Linked DNA regions of Mus musculus: regions 2, 3 and 4 are each linked to region 1. The links are chromatin contacts, called in public promoter capture Hi-C maps. All regions are on one chromosome and are shown on one strand. Each heading gives the region's core, a stretch centred on a gene start, on an enhancer-like site or on the middle of the called end of the contact. The rest is flanking DNA. Distances are from core to core; before and after follow the strand shown.

The links. Promoter capture Hi-C pulls out the DNA fragments that hold promoters and counts their contacts.
Region 2: a promoter capture Hi-C map of hippocampal neurons shows a contact between it and region 1, with 8 times the contacts expected there. The contact joins the promoter of Csf3 here to the enhancer-like site in region 1. A contact is called at or near these places in 4 of 39 promoter capture datasets (the 3T3-L1 cell line, cranial neural crest, hippocampal neurons and 1 more) and 1 of 115 datasets of contacts at active chromatin or transcription factors (pancreatic cancer cells).
Region 3: a promoter capture Hi-C map of hippocampal neurons shows a contact between it and region 1, with 3 times the contacts expected there. The contact joins two enhancer-like sites. A contact is called at or near these places in 11 of 39 promoter capture datasets (the 3T3-L1 cell line, the C10 cell line, cranial neural crest and 7 more) and 1 of 115 datasets of contacts at active chromatin or transcription factors (astrocytes).
Region 4: a promoter capture Hi-C map of hippocampal neurons shows a contact between it and region 1, with 5 times the contacts expected there. The contact joins the promoter of A830036E02Rik here to the enhancer-like site in region 1. A contact is called at or near these places in 7 of 39 promoter capture datasets (the 3T3-L1 cell line, frontonasal cranial neural crest, hippocampal neurons and 2 more).

What each region holds. Positions count from the first base shown.
Region 1 is chr11:100,461,023-100,464,674 of GRCm38.p6, reverse strand. Klhl11 (kelch-like 11) reads left to right here. Exons shown (of 2, transcript NM_172565.2): 2 at 230-2,063. The coding sequence ends at 1,811. Among named protein-coding and RNA genes, the nearest start is that of Klhl11, 9.9 kb to the left of the region's middle. Within about 2 kb of position 1,799, at least 10 of the 459 cell types and tissues checked have an H3K27ac peak or open chromatin away from gene starts, as enhancers often do. A contact at or near this core is called in hippocampal neurons, where this site is marked.
Region 2 is chr11:98,699,508-98,703,159 of GRCm38.p6, reverse strand. Csf3 (colony stimulating factor 3 (granulocyte)) reads right to left here and starts at 1,847. Exons shown (of 5, transcript NM_009971.1): 1 at 1,741-1,847; 2 at 1,484-1,656; 3 at 1,027-1,134; 4 at 634-780; 5 at 1-358. The coding sequence starts at 1,780. The coding sequence ends at 200. It overlaps Gm38985 (a long non-coding RNA gene), which reads left to right and starts at 1,650. Exons shown (of 3, transcript XR_001780319.2): 1 at 1,650-1,723; 2 at 2,062-2,747.
Region 3 is chr11:98,967,431-98,971,082 of GRCm38.p6, reverse strand. It overlaps Rara (retinoic acid receptor, alpha), which reads right to left. Exons shown (of 9, transcript NM_009024.2): 4 at 2,897-3,038; 5 at 766-926; 6 at 414-590. Among named protein-coding and RNA genes, the nearest start is that of Gjd3, 14 kb to the left of the region's middle. Within about 2 kb of position 1,957, at least 82 of the 459 cell types and tissues checked have an H3K27ac peak or open chromatin away from gene starts, as enhancers often do. A contact at or near this core is called in hippocampal neurons, where this site is marked.
Region 4 is chr11:99,415,417-99,419,068 of GRCm38.p6, reverse strand. A830036E02Rik (RIKEN cDNA A830036E02 gene) reads right to left here and starts at 1,826. Exons shown (of 4, transcript NR_153851.1): 1 at 1,727-1,826; 2 at 657-1,134; 3 at 1-540. It overlaps Krt12 (keratin 12), which reads left to right. Exons shown (of 8, transcript NM_010661.2): 4 at 423-584; 5 at 670-795; 6 at 934-1,154; 7 at 2,104-2,174; 8 at 2,961-3,405. The coding sequence ends at 3,058.

The DNA of each region.
Region 1 (3,652 bases), core at 550-3,049:
TGCCTTTACCCACTGAGCCATCTGCATAGAGAGACCTATTTCAAACCCTCCCTCCTAAAAATACTTTCCCGCATACTGTTTGCTAATTTGCAGAGGGAGGGTAGTCTTTTTCCAGGCTTGTGTTTATAAGATTAATCCTACCATTTTAATTTGTATAATTCAGGTACACATACAACTATATAACATATATATTCCAAAATCAATCTTTTCTCTTTTTTCTTGATTCTAGATTCTTATTAATTCGTTTAAAAGAATTCTGTGGAGAATTTCTCAAGAAAAAACTTCATCTCTCGAATTGTGTGGCCATTCATAGCTTAGCCCACATGTATACCCTGAGCCAGCTTGCTCTGAAAGCTGCAGATATGATACGGAGAAATTTCTATAAAGTCATTCAGGATGAGGAATTTTACACTTTACCTTTCCATCTCATTCGGGACTGGCTTTCGGACTTGGAAATCACTGTGGATTCTGAAGAGGTTCTTTTTGAAACAGTTTTGAAGTGGGTTCAGAGAAATGCAGAAGAGAGAGAGAGATACTTTGAAGAGCTTTTTAAATTGCTCAGATTGTCCCAGATGAAACCCACCTACCTTACACGGCATGTCAAACCAGAGCGGCTAGTGGCCAATAATGAAGTTTGTGTCAAGCTGGTGGCAGAAGCAGTGGAGAGGCATGCGCTCAGAGCAGAGAATATACAGTCTGGCACATTGCAGCAGCCCACTTCACAAGTCTCACTGTTACCTCGCTATGGACAAAACATGGACGTAATCATGGTTATCGGAGGAGTGTCGGAAGGAGGAGACTACTTAAGTGAATGTGTGGGATATTTTGTTGATGAGGATAGGTGGGTCAATCTGCCCCACATTCATAACCACCTTGATGGACATGCCGTCGCAATTACAGAGTCCTACGTGTATGTTGCTGGCTCCATGGAACCAGGGTTTGCTAAAACTGTGGAAAGATACAACCCAAACCTGAATACATGGGAACATGTTTGTAGTCTGATGACCAGAAAGCACTCTTTTGGGCTAACAGAAGTCAAAGGGAAGCTGTATAGCATTGGAGGACACGGCAATTTTAGCCCTGGCTTTAAAGACGTGACTGTTTACAATCCCGAGCTTGATAAATGGCACAACTTAGAGTCAGCACCAAAGATTCTGCGAGATGTCAAAGCATTAGCCATTGAGGACCGGTTTGTGTACATTGCTGCCCGCACGCCCGTGGACCGGGACACTGAGGATGGACTGAAGGCTGTAATTACTTGCTATGATACAGAGACTCGACAGTGGCAAGATGTGGAATCTTTACCGCTTATTGACAATTACTGTTTTTTCCAGATGTCTGTGGTCAATTCAAACTTTTATCAGACAGCATCATGCTGTCCCAAGAGTTACTCCTTAGAAAATGAAGAAGCAGTAAGAAAAATTGCCGGTCAGGTGTCTGATGAGATCCTTGAAAGCTTGCCTCCAGAAGTCCTAAGCATCGAAGGAGCAGCCATTTGCTATTACAGAGATGATGTCTTCATTATTGGAGGCTGGAAAAACAGTGATGATATTGACAAACAGTACAGGAAAGAGGCCTACCGATACTGTGCTGAGAGAAAGAGGTGGATGCTCCTTCCTCCAATGCCTCAGCCCCGCTGCAGGGCCACTGCTTGCCATGTCAGGATCCCTTACCGGTACTTACATGGCACACAGAGATACCCCATGCCTCAAAATTTAATGTGGCAGAAGGACCGCATCCGACAGATGCAAGAGATACATCGGCACGCCCTGAACATGCGGAGAGTGCCAAGTTCCCAGATTGAATGCTGAGCTCACCAGCGTTTGCAGCTGAAAACTGTTCTCCCTGTTCTGTGAGGCGGGGATGCCTGGACTGTTACTTGGAAAAGTATGTCAATGACTTATTTTCTACTTGGACTTATTACCCTATATACAAGAAGTATAGTTAAAAAACAAATAGAAACTCAGTTCAATGTGGTAATTTTTGTTAGGTTGCAGTCCTGACTTTGGTTTGTGTTTGTGTGCTGGTAAATAAGATCTTATTAAAGAGAAGTGGGGGAAAGCAGGTCTAGTTACTTGGCCTTTTTTCTGCCAACCACTAACTCCTTTGTCTTAGGGACTTACGTGGGGCTCTAAGCACCAGTGTTATTTGCACATTTACTTTGATGCTCCTTTAAGTTTTTTATGGATTGTTTGTTTTCAGTGATACCAATTTATGCGTTAAGCTCTCATCTGTAGGAGAGACGTGTGCAATAGTGAAACTGGATCTGAAGGTAAAGCACAATGTTTCAGCAAGGATGATCTCAGAATGGAGCCCTGATGCTTTGCTGTATCTGCAAATGCTGGTTTTGTTCATTGGAAAGGGTGACAATGAGAAGTTTGTGAGTGGCACGTCCTCTGGTTTGTTTGGTTTCTTTCACAGCTGTTTATAGACTTGAAGCCATCATCCTGAGATGATAGTTGGGAAGGTATTAATGTTTACCTGGTTGTCTAGTTGTCTAAAGAGGGAGTTACACAGGTGAAGAGAAGTGCTCAGTGTAGCTGAGAAAGCAAATGAACAAACATTTGAAACACTTTGAATGGTTGTGTTGATGAGGATGCAGTGTGCCGTGACAATCAACACAGGATGCCTTCAGTTTGTTTTTTGCTCCGCTGAATATTATATAGACTCTTCATCATTTCTTTCTACAAGTAAAGCTTTCAAATGGCAAGGAAGTAACCGTTTAGAAAATACCGCTAAGAGAAGCCATGTTATTTCTGGCCCCTGATTGTTATATTTTACCTAGTTGCCCTAGACTTCTACTGGAACTTAGAGCCTAGAATATCAAATCTGAGTACATAGTTTTGGCTTTTAAAATTTTAAGGCTTTGACATACCACATTTAACAGGAAACTATCAAAATGTTACATAATCAATTCAATGTCATCTTGCAGAAAAGGTTTTTAGTATGTACATATTTTTATTGCATTCCCTAAAGTCTTTTTTTTTTTTTTTTTTTTTTTTTTGAGACATGGTCTCACTATGTAGCCTTGGTTGGCCTGGAACTCACTAGGTAGATCAGGCTTTGGCCATATATAGATCCTGAGGGACAAGCTTCCAAGGACCAAGAAGCAGTTTCAGCAGCAGCTGTTTCTACTCCCTCCAGTTCTCTGCTTTTGTTGAGCTGTGACAATGATGTTGGACATTCACTTCCTCTAATTCTTTATATTTATTATTGTTTTCTAGAGCTGCTATTTTATAGTTCATGTTCATGATCTTTTAATTTTTCAGTTGGATTAGGAATATCTTTGCGCCCCATTCTCTCTTAGTATCTGCATTCTTTGTTGCATATGGCATTGGAGGATTAACCATTTTCTTTTGAGCCTTGTATAGGTTGACATATTGCTTTTGCACTGTTTTTGATAATAAATTCCTACTCAGTACATTGGATTTTTTTGTTCATATGTAGATACTTGGAATATACAATTTCCCATTTTTCTAATCTGGATCTAATTTGTACTTAGTCTCTGAACTCCCTTGTGCGGGGCTTTAGACTTGGCACTCTCACCCTTAAGCTTTTGTGGGTAATCTTGATCTTGTTCTGTGACTATTTCAAATTTTGATATCATTTAATTCTAGATACAGTATTGATAAATATTGATATATTGATAGAT
Region 2 (3,652 bases), core at 598-3,097, 1.8 Mb after region 1:
CCTTCCCTGGCCTCCACAGGAGGACACAAGAGCCTTCTCTCTCTGCTCTAAGCAGGAGAACAAAACTCGGAAGTGGAGAGAATGATCTAGAAGCTTAGAGCTCCATTTTCTCGTCTTTGTCTTTAAATAGTAGGCTTAAATATGCATAAATATTAAATAGAGATAAATAAACTATCTGGAAAGGGCTTTCTGCTCAGGTCTAGGCCAAGTGGTGCAGAGCAAGGCGAGCCGTCTCCAGGAAGCCCTGCAGGTACGAAATGGCCAGGACACCTCCTGCCCGGCGCTGGAAGGCAGAAGTGAAGGCTGGCATGGCGCTCTGTGTGGGCTGCACAGTAGGGGCCACCCCTAGGTTTTCCATCTGTGGGGAGGAGATGAAGTCAGGGATCAGTCCTTCCTTGAGGTGAGGAAGTGCTGGGAAGTTGGTTAAGTTGGCCTGTGGGGCTCATTAAACGTTAACGGTAGGACCAAGACTCCAACCCAGTCTGTCTCTGGACAGAGTCTGTCTGTCTCTCAGCCTGGAGGAAGCGGGGTAGGGGGCGAGGGGTGTCTTCCCAAAAAACAGGCCTCTGAAAATATAGAGAGCTTCCAGGGTGCCCAGGTGTGCTGCCATGACCCCCTCCAGATGGTACTCACCTGCTGCCAGATGGTGGTGGCAAAGTTGGCAACATCCAGCTGAAGCAAGTCCAAGGTGGGGGCCAGGGCAGGGGAAATACCCGATAGAGCCTGCAGGAGACCTTGGTAGAGGCAGAGCCCACTGTGGAGCTGGCTTAGGCACTGTGTCTGGGGAAGATAGCAGGGTTAGGCAGTACATCTTGGGATGCTTGCTCTCTTCAGGAGCCCAAATAGTAGGATGTAGTCCTTCCTTCTCCCCCTCCTCCTCCTTCTTCCCCTCCTTCTCCTCCCCCTCCTCCCCCTCTTCTTCCTCCTCCCCCTCCTCCTCCCCCTTCTCCCCCTCCTCTCCCTCTTTCTCCTCCTCCCCCTCCTCCCCCTTCTCCTCCTGGTCCTCCTTTTTCCGAAAATACTCACCTGCTGCAGGGCCTGGCTAGAGCAGCCACTCAGGGAAGCCTTCGGGATCCCCAGAGAGTGGCCCAGCAACACCAGCTCCTCGGGGTGACACAGCTTGTAGGTGGCACACTGTAGATGGAAGGATACTGAGGGTGCTCACCTGGGCCAGGCTCTTTGTCCAGCTCAGGTCCTCCTGGCTTCTCAGCTCCCTACCTTCCTAGTGACCCTAAGGACTGTCCCATCCAGAGGTCCCACTGCTGTCTCTACTCATTCTCTTTCCTGTGCCCTTCTCCCCCCATGTTCCCTTCCTCAATGTTTCTGTCAGTATTCTGAGGGTGCCATCTAGGCTCTTGTGCACACTGGGCAAACACTGTCAACTGCTGTGTGTTCCTAGTCTGCCCTCTTCTCATTTGTGCTCCTGCCTCCCCCGCTACCCCCCCCAAGTCCTTCCCTCCACACCTATGGCAACCCCACTCACCAACTGCTCCAGCAGCACCGAGCCGCTGGCCTGGATCTTCCTCACTTGCTCCAGGGACTTAAGCAGGAAGCTTCGGGGCAGAGGCAGGGATGGTGGCAGAGCGCTGACAGTGACCAGGGGAACGGCCTCTCGTCCTGACCATAGTGCACTTTGCCACAGCAGCAGCTGCAGGGCTAGGAGCAAACAGACGGGTCTGAGGCACTTGTTATCCGGCCTCTCTCCATTCCACACCCAGGGCAGGTAACCAGGGCACTCACCCATTAGCTTCATGCGCCTCTGGGCAGAAAGTTGAGCCATGGATTCTGGGTGATCTGGGCTGCAGCTCTGGGCTCTGCCAGGGCCCAGCTCCAGGGGGCCTTTATACATAAAGCCATCAAGGCCCCGGGAGGAAATTACCTGGGGCTGGGGCAACTCAGGCTTAGTAATAACTTCCCAGGATTTATGCAAATTTGATGATAGCTCAGGACAATGCAGGGGGTTGGGGAAAAGCTGTTTGCGAAAGTTTTTGTGAAATCGGGGAATCTCTGTTCCTTCCTTGACGTCTTGTCCCCCCCTCAAACTCTCTTCCTCTCTTCCAGCCACACCCAGGCCTGAATCGCTGCAGGGTGTTGGATCTGGATCCGAGTTGTCCAACAAGGCTGGTGAAACCCTGGAGGGGATAGCAAGGAACTCAGACCCTGGGGAAGAATGGGTGCTCAGATCAAGACTGCTTCTGTCTCTCCATCCTCTGGCAGACGTGCTTGGGGAGCCCCCTCTGCCCTTCATTTGTGATTCTCAAGTCACCTATACCTGGGACAAACATCCCGAGAGAAGAAAGAACCTGTCCTCTTTTCAGACCCATAAGCTTCCTGGTGGCTGCCTCCTGCTTTTCTGGGAGCCCTCCACAGCACCCTAGGTAGGGTCTTGCTGTCTACGCCTGCCCCACATTTGGATAAAAATAAATTGGTCCAGCATTCAGGCCGTTCTGTCCCAGGCTGATTAGCTGGGAACTCCCCAATACCCCCCATTATGACTCATTTCTTTAAGCCCCTGGATCCTGGCAGAGAGGCCAGAGGAAACCGGATGTCTGTCTTGAATGAATCAAGACCCTCTGGGGCTCCTGGCTCACCTGACCTTGCCTTTCTGCTTCCCTTGGCACATTACCTCGATGTCGTGGAGTCTGGGGCATCTGGAGGGCGTCGGAGGCTGGGTCATGGAGTGTCCCGACGATCTCTGCTCATTATGTAGCAGTGGTGTGAGCTGGCTTGAGTCGATGCATGCTGAGGTGAGAAAGGAGGAGCTGCATCTCCCATCCTAGAACTCTGCCCAGTGTTAGCTCTGAAAGAGACCTTGGTGATTTCACCTCTGTGAACTGGGCCAGAAAGGGAAATGCCTTGCCCAATCATGGGTAGTAGGGATGGAGGGACATCCCAGTCGCTCTCAGTCCCAACAGGGTATTACTACCTAAAAAGGAGGACGGCATTCCTTGTCTGACTGATGGCATCTCGATCTGGTACTTTCTGAACTATTTCACCCCCACCAAGGTGGGGCCAAGGAATATAGACATTTTTTGATGTTGAGGCATACCTGATGGGGTGGGGCCAACTCTGGGGCTAGGGTGCCCTCTGGTGGCCACAGATGTCATGGACATTAACTACATAGCCTCTGCTTGAGAGGACAGGCCAAGGGATTCCCATTCTGTTTGTTTATTTGTTTGTTTTTGTTTTTCAAGACAGGTTTTCTCTGTCTCGATAGCCCTGGCTATCCTGGAACTCACTCAGTAGATCAGGCTGGCCTCGAACTCAGAAATCTGCCTGCCTCTGCCTCCTGAGTGCTGGGATTAAAGGCGTGCGCCACCATGCCCGGCGAGATTTAATTCTTAAAACATGCTAACTGGCAACAGCTGCCTACTTTATATGTCACAAACTCAAGACCCACAGGGGTCGAATAGAATATCAGATAGACATCTTGCGTATCAGATACTTACATCGTAATTGATAACAGTACCAAATCACAGTTATGAAGTAGCAATGAGATCGTTTTATGTTTGGGGGTCACCACAGCATGAGGAACTGAATTAAAGGGCTCGGTATTAGGAAGGCTGAGTGCCACGGTGTAGGGGGTGGTGGGGATCTTTTGCTGCCATTATTTTGTTCTGTCTACCAATTGGTGGGCTGCAGATGAGGGGTG
Region 3 (3,652 bases), core at 708-3,207, 1.5 Mb after region 1:
AGCCTCTCCACACTTCTAGTTCTCCACCTAGGATGTGTCTTTGAAGGAATAGGTGGTGGACTGAACCCCTGAGAGTGATTATGGGGAGTCCTCCTCTTAGCCTTCACTCGTGACAGTTCTTATTACGTCCAGCATCCCGCTCACAACTCAGGCCACCAAACGCTCTGGCGTGCCAACTCCATCCAGCACTGTGTCCCAGCAGCAGACCTTTCTACTTCCTGTTCCCAGGATAATGCCACCTTCCCACAACACAGCTAAGTGGACAAGGTGCCCACAGGAGTGGAAGAAAGTGGCCCAACGTGAGCGGTGGGGGATTTGGATTCGGGGGAAAGCATCGGGGAAAGTGGCCATCTGGCTGGGAACAGATCCTACAAGGGCCGGAACCCGGCTGGAGAGCAGGGGCAGACTCTCACCAGGATATCCAGGCAGGCAGCCTTGAGGAGGGTGATCTGGTCGGCGATGGTGAGGGTGGTGAAGCCGGGAAGCTGCTTGGCGAACTCCACAGTCTTAATGATGCACTTGGTGGAGAGTTCACTGAACTTGTCCCAGAGGTCAATGTCCAGGGAGACTCGTTGTTCTGAGCTGTTGTTCTGGGGGAGGCAGGGAGGGTCAGGGCCTCAGCTACGGCACTGGCACCCGCTTCAGCCTGGCCGCTCGCTGCCTTTCGCCCTCTGCTCAGCCTACACTTCCTGACAGTGTAGGAGGAGACAGGGGAAGGGCAGCAGAGGCGGCCTGGGTGTGCAGTACCCCTCGCGGCTGGCATACCGTAGTGTACTTGCCCAGCTGGCAGAGGGCCGGGAAGGTCTCCTGGTGCGCTTTGCGAACCTTCTCAATGAGCTCGCCCACCTCAGGCGTCAGCGTGTAGCTCTCTGAGCACTCGGGCTTGGGTGCCTCTTTCTTCTTTTTGTTTCGATCGTTTCGCACCGCTGGGGGGAGGGAGGGGTGGAAGGGGGGACATGGGTTGGTTAGAGAGTGACTGCTTTTGGCTCGGGGTCGTCCAGCCTATGCTGTCCACCACCCAGACAGACACACACAGACAGACAGACAGATCCACAAAACAGTGCCCCACACTAACCTGTCTGACTCATATCCTAAATCCTATTTTAGGGCCTGGGACTGTGGCTGAGGCCACACCACACATGTGCACATATGCCCTCCGCCAGTGTGTGGTACCCTGTCGTCATGCACCCATGGCAGCAGCCCACACTCTAAGAACATGTGCCCAGGTTGGCAGTCACACACACTGAGTCCCCGCTTTGGTGCCTGCCAGGAATCCCTGCTGTCCCAGCTCTCCTGGCAGCGATCTCCCTGGGGGATTCCTAAGACTGGCTCAAAGCAGCTTCCCTGGGCAGGCAGGGAATAAGGCTCCCCAACCAGAGAATGGGGGCCCCCTGGCAGAAGAATCTCTTGGCCCATTAGCCGGGGAGCTGACAGATCGCTGGGAGGGGGGCGCTGAGCCGCACACACCGCTCGGGCTTTAAAGAAGCGATGGGGTCGTTACCAGCCGATTATCCCAGACACACAATCACTCACAGGGCCTCCGTGGCGGCTGCTGACGCGGGAGGAAGGAAGGGTGGGGGTGGGGGTCCAGGGAGGGGACGGGGGGGGGGTGATGGGGGGGGAAGCTGGCATAATTTGGAGATCACTCATGTCGATTCTGCAAATTCAATAAAGTGCAGGGGAGAGAAGGGAGAGGCAGAGTGGGGGATAATTTGGGAAGAGAAAATTGCAGCTGTGACAAGACGTTTATCATTCGGAAGCTTTAATTCTATTGAAATGGCAGCTGCTCAGCTCCGGGGCACGGAGCAGCCGGGAGAGGGAGAGGAGGGAGAGAAAGAAAGGGGGAGTTGTTGTGGGAAGGAGAGGGGGTCCCCACCCTCGTCCTGTTCTAATAGTTCAAAGAAGGAAGGTGGGGCAAAGGGAGAAGGAAGTGACGGCCCCTTTACCAAAAGGTCTCAGTTCTGCACGTCCCAAGTTGTCACAGACTCTGCAGAGGACCGTCACTAGTCACTACTTCCTGAGTACAAGACCAGCACTCCCGTGTCTCTGGTGACAGGAGGCAGCAGGATATCCAGCTCCCCAATTCCTGGCTGGGGCTGCTGGTGCATTAGTCAGAACCATCTTTCTCAGCACCCCTCCCCACAAAGGGCTGGAGGGGGTCTTGCAGCCCCCTCCCCCACCTCATCCCCCAAGGCTCGGGCTCCATGGCAACGGCCACGCAGACAAGGAGGCGTCTGTCAGCGTCATTTATCTCTGACATCATCAATCACTGGTCACCACGGCAACACCCATGATTCAACACAAGAGGGTCTCCCCGTCCAGCCCTCCCCTCTGTCCCTCCCTCCGTCAGGGCCTCAGCTGAGCCCAAACTGGAAACCCCCTTTCCTCTGGGATCTGAGAAGCCCAATTCTCTTCCAACTCAGGGTTCCAGGTTTATCCAGACAATGGCTTCAGGGGGTCCTATGTCAGCCCCCCCATACATACAGACCAACTTCACACCTTTTCGAGTTCAGGCCTCTCCCTTAAGATACAGGAGGGACTGGGATAAGCTACTGAGCCACACCCAAAGCCAAGCAAAACCCAGAAGAAAGCTATCCTGGGGGCAGGCACCCCATACACAAGCAGGCATGCAAGCAACCACCATGCTAAGGGGACCGCTCTGTGCATTCTGGGCTTAACACCAAACGATCCATGGACACGCAGCCAGCCAGACTCCCAGGTTTGTGGTGTTATCTACAAAGCATCCTTAACTAGAAGCTTGCCCGCCTGCCGCGGCACACATGTTCCCACATGTATACACAGGCACACACACACACACACACACACACACACACACACAGCACCCCTGCACGCCCCACCTTGGGCGGGGCTTGGCCCCTGGCCCTGCGACACTCACACTCCTTGGACATGCCCACGTCGAAACATTTCTGCAGCCGGCAGTACTGGCAGCGGTTCCGGGTCACCTTGTTGATGATGCAGTTCTTGTCCCGGTGACACGTATACACCATGTTCTTCTGGATGCTTCGTCGGAAGAAGCCCTGGGGACAGGAGAAGGAGACGGGTTATCCACACCCACAGCGGGAGCAGCCTAGCAGCTACCCCTAAGCTTTTGCTATGGCCTATGTAATAATGGTAGAAAAATGGGGGAGGATGACTCTTTTGAAAAGATGCTCTCTGGGAGAGCCCAAGCCTGTCGCTATCTCACAGGCTGGCCTGGAGTCTTCCCTAGCCAACATCCCTGTACCTGATTTTTTTTTTCAGAGACAAAGACTCAGGGCTGCAGAGGACACAGGACACACAAGGTTGGAGATGGGAAAGGAGGCATCTGGAACTCACAGCCTGGACTCAGGACACAGCATGAAAAGACAGCAGGATGAGCTGGGTGTGGTAAAGAGTTCCTTTAATCCCAGCACTTGGGAGGCTTGAAGCCAAGTGGATTTCTGAGAGTCTGACTTCAGCCTGGTCTATATAGAGTTCCAGGACAACCAGAGCTGCATAATAGAGACACTTTGTCTCAAAAGACTGTCCCCCCCCCAAAAAAACAAAAAAAACAAAACAAACAAACAAACAAAAAAACCAGCAGCAGGAAGCCAACAAGGGACTATGCACAGTTACACACTCACACACTCATGAGGCCAAGAAGGGACTGTGC
Region 4 (3,652 bases), core at 577-3,076, 1.0 Mb after region 1:
GTTCTCAATGACTATGGTGTGAAATAGTGTATGACCCCAGGTGCCACTTGTGGCACTAGCTCTGTAGCAGCAATCTGCACACCAGGTCTCTTTCCTTTCTGTAAACTATAGGAAGTGGATGTTCTAGAAGCAGAGCCAGCAACCACAGGCACAGAACGTGGAGCCCCTGATCACTCAAGAAACCTGAGAAAATATCTTGGTTTTTGGTTTTAGTTTTTTTTAATTATGAGAGAAACAGGTTTTCAAGCTTAAAGAAAAATGTGTGGATGCCTTGCGCTAATATTTTGCCTTTATACCAACTCACTCAAAAATATATTTTTTATTATTATCATGCATGAAGAGACCCAAGAAGGCAAACGTACCTGGGGGACTCACTAGCCACATGTACTCCTGTGTCTTTCTCTCTCCATTGCTGTCTCTAGGAACTCCAAAGTTTCCAGGCAGGTGGTCCAGGTGAGGTCAATGTAGAAATGGACGCGGCCCCTGGAGTGGATCTCACCAAGGTCCTCAATGAAATGAGAGCCCAGTATGAAGCCATGGCTGAGCAAAATCGGAAAGATGCAGAGGCCTGGTTTCTTGAAAAGGTAACACCGCGAGATTTGATGCATTCCCAGAAAGCCCTTTGAGCCAGCGCAGAGCTCACCCCATCCACCTACTTTGCTGTTGCAGAGCAGAGAGCTCCGAAAAGAGATCAGCAGCAACACGGAGCAGCTTCAGTCCAGCAAGAGCGAGGTCACCGACCTGAAGCGCATGGTGCAGAACCTAGAGATTGAACTCCAGTCCCAGCTCGCCATGGTAGCGTGACATGCAGAGAGAGATGATGCATCCTTTAACTTCCAAAAAAAAAGATGTTGCACCCACCGTATGCTGGACCATGGGCTGCCCATCTTGTTCTCTGATCCCCAGACAATTCTGTCTATCTCCCATTTGCAGAAGTCGTCCCTGGAAGGCTCGCTGGCTGAAACCGAGGGTGGGTACTGCTGCCAACTGTCTCAGGTGCAGCAGCTGATCGGCAGCCTGGAGGAGCAACTCCAACAGGTGCGGGCTGACGCGGAGCGCCAGAATGCGGACCACCAGCGGCTGCTGGGCGTCAAGGCTCGCCTGGAGATGGAGATTGAGACCTACCGCCGGCTGCTGGAGGGGGACAGCCAAGGGTGAGCAGACAATAAGATTGGAAACATCGTAGGGGCTGAAAGACTGTGGACACCTGATGCAGATTTTTTTTCTGCAGTGGGAGAAGAGGGCTGTAGTCGACTAAACAGGGAACAAATCTTGCCAGTGATCCTAGCACTGAGGAGTCTGGGGCAAGAGGAACCCACGTTCCAGACCAACCTGAGCTACATCTGCATACTGCCTGCAGGAAGAGGGGGTGGGCTGGGAAGCTTGCAAGTGTAGAGAACTGAGTCCAGAGCCCCCAAAACCCATGTCGAGTGTATCTCTAACCTCATCGCTCCTGCTGAAGACAGAAGGTGGAGGCATGAAGAGCCTCAGAAGTCTGTGGCCCAGTGTGTCTCAAACAAGGTGTAGTCCAGAACCAACACATGAACATGCATGCACACACACACACACACACACACACACACAGACTTTTGAAGAGGAGGGAAAAAAGGATAAAACAACAAATCTAGAAAATGCATGCCTAGAATTTACTAGATAATAGAATGTATTCAGCCACTATCTCACTTGATACAAATTAATAAAATGCTCATTGTAAATGAGTACTTACATGTTCTAGAAGAACCATCTCTTGATGCTAGGGATAACACATCGATAGCAGCATCCGGATCACCCAGCCCCACGGTAGCAAACCCGTCATCAACAATAGCAGCCTAATCTGGAAGGAAGAGCCCCAGATGGTAAATTAAGACAGCTGATTTCTGAGACCAAGCTGCTCCCCCTCAGAGCCCATTGTAGGAGGTTTGGATGAAAATCTGTGCTGACCCAATTAGCTACCCTCGTGGTGCATCAGTCAGCCAAGAAACTTGTAATAGCATCTCTATTTTTGTTGCGGTTGTGTAGGCGTCTCTCATGTTTAAGCTCAAGCAGCAGGGTCTCCTTACTTATCCAACAATCACGTGAGCACAGCTCTCCTTCTCTTTACAGCGACGGTTTTGACGAGAGCTCATCCCTTTCTGTCTCCAAACCGCAGACACCATCAGTCGATTCCTCTAAAGGTATGGACACGAGAATCATTAAAAATAAGGCAGACTCTCATTCGTGAAATGACTAAACTGTAAGATCTCACTAAACGTTGAGTGTAAATAACTTAAAATAGATTTGTGTTCTGAGCAGGGGACATATCTCTGCTCAAACACACTGGGCAGTGGAGTGGTATATTAAAACTCTCAGCAAGCTCAAGTAAGAAAATCCTACTCTAGGAAGACAAAATGAGCGCCATGAGACGGGGTTTCTCTGTGTAGCCCTGGCTGTTCAGGAACTCGCTCTGTAGACCAGGCTGCCCTTGAACTCATGGAGATCCACCTGCCTCTGCCTCCTGAATGCTAGGATTACATTCATGCACTACCATGCACACTTCTTAAATGCTTTTAAAGTACACCAGGATTAGTGTGTGCCTGCCATCCCATCTCTTGGAGGGCTAAATTTTTTTAATAAAAATTAAAAGAGAGAGAGAGAGAAAGAGAGAGGGGGGGGGGGATAGTGAGTTCCAGGCTATCCTGGGCTAATATTTAGCAAGACCCTGAACTGAAAGAAAGAACTAGAGGAACAGAGAGATGGAGGGAGACGTTGAGCCTTTTGATTTGTGCACAAGACAGTCCTGAATAAATTTCATTTCCACTAAGTAAAACTCACTTGGTTTGGAATGGAGTCACTTGCAAAAGTCTGAATTTGACGAAAAGCTTAAGTTGAACAAGAATAAACCTTGGGTTGATAACTGCTTAGTAATAATCATCATCCTCTTTTGTGTTGTTTGTTTGTTTGTGTTTGTTTTTTACCTTTAGACCCAAATAAAACTCGAAAAATCAAGACAGTCGTGCAGGAGATAGTGAATGGCGAAGTGGTCTCATCCCAGGTTCAGGAACTTGAAGAAGAGATGTAAGGCCTCACACGGGCTCCTCTGGGATGCGAAGTTTCCAGCCAGGAGTTACTGCTTCCGTGCGCTATATGAATTCAGCACCTGTTTTGGCCAGTTTCCTTTTCCTTGGATTCTCTATGCAGGTTGGGTCTTGTTAGCATTTCTGAAACAATATCCAATTTACAAGTCTCTGTGGCTCTGCTGGTCTTCATTGCAACCCCAGATCACCTTACACCTTCCTGGGCCTGAAGAAGTCTTTCCACTAAGTTTTTCTGGTCGCCTGGACCATTTGTTTAATCCCACAGCTTTGACGGAACCGTATGGGTTTAACAACACTAACTTTAATTAAAGATTAATGGCAATGAAGTGAAGTGTGTGCCTCTCCTTGATTTCAACAATACTGTCAAGGGCATAGACAGAAGCTTTTAAGATATTAATAACAAAGCACATAAGCACTCAGACCAAAAAAAAAAAAAAAAACTGAGGTTAGAAATTAAGATTATTTTAAGGGTTCATCCTCTCGGAGGTTAATGGAATTTTATATTTTCCATTATAGGAGAGAACACTTGTTCCATTTTCTGGGGCCTTCTTTCATACAGTCAATGGGTTCCTATTCAC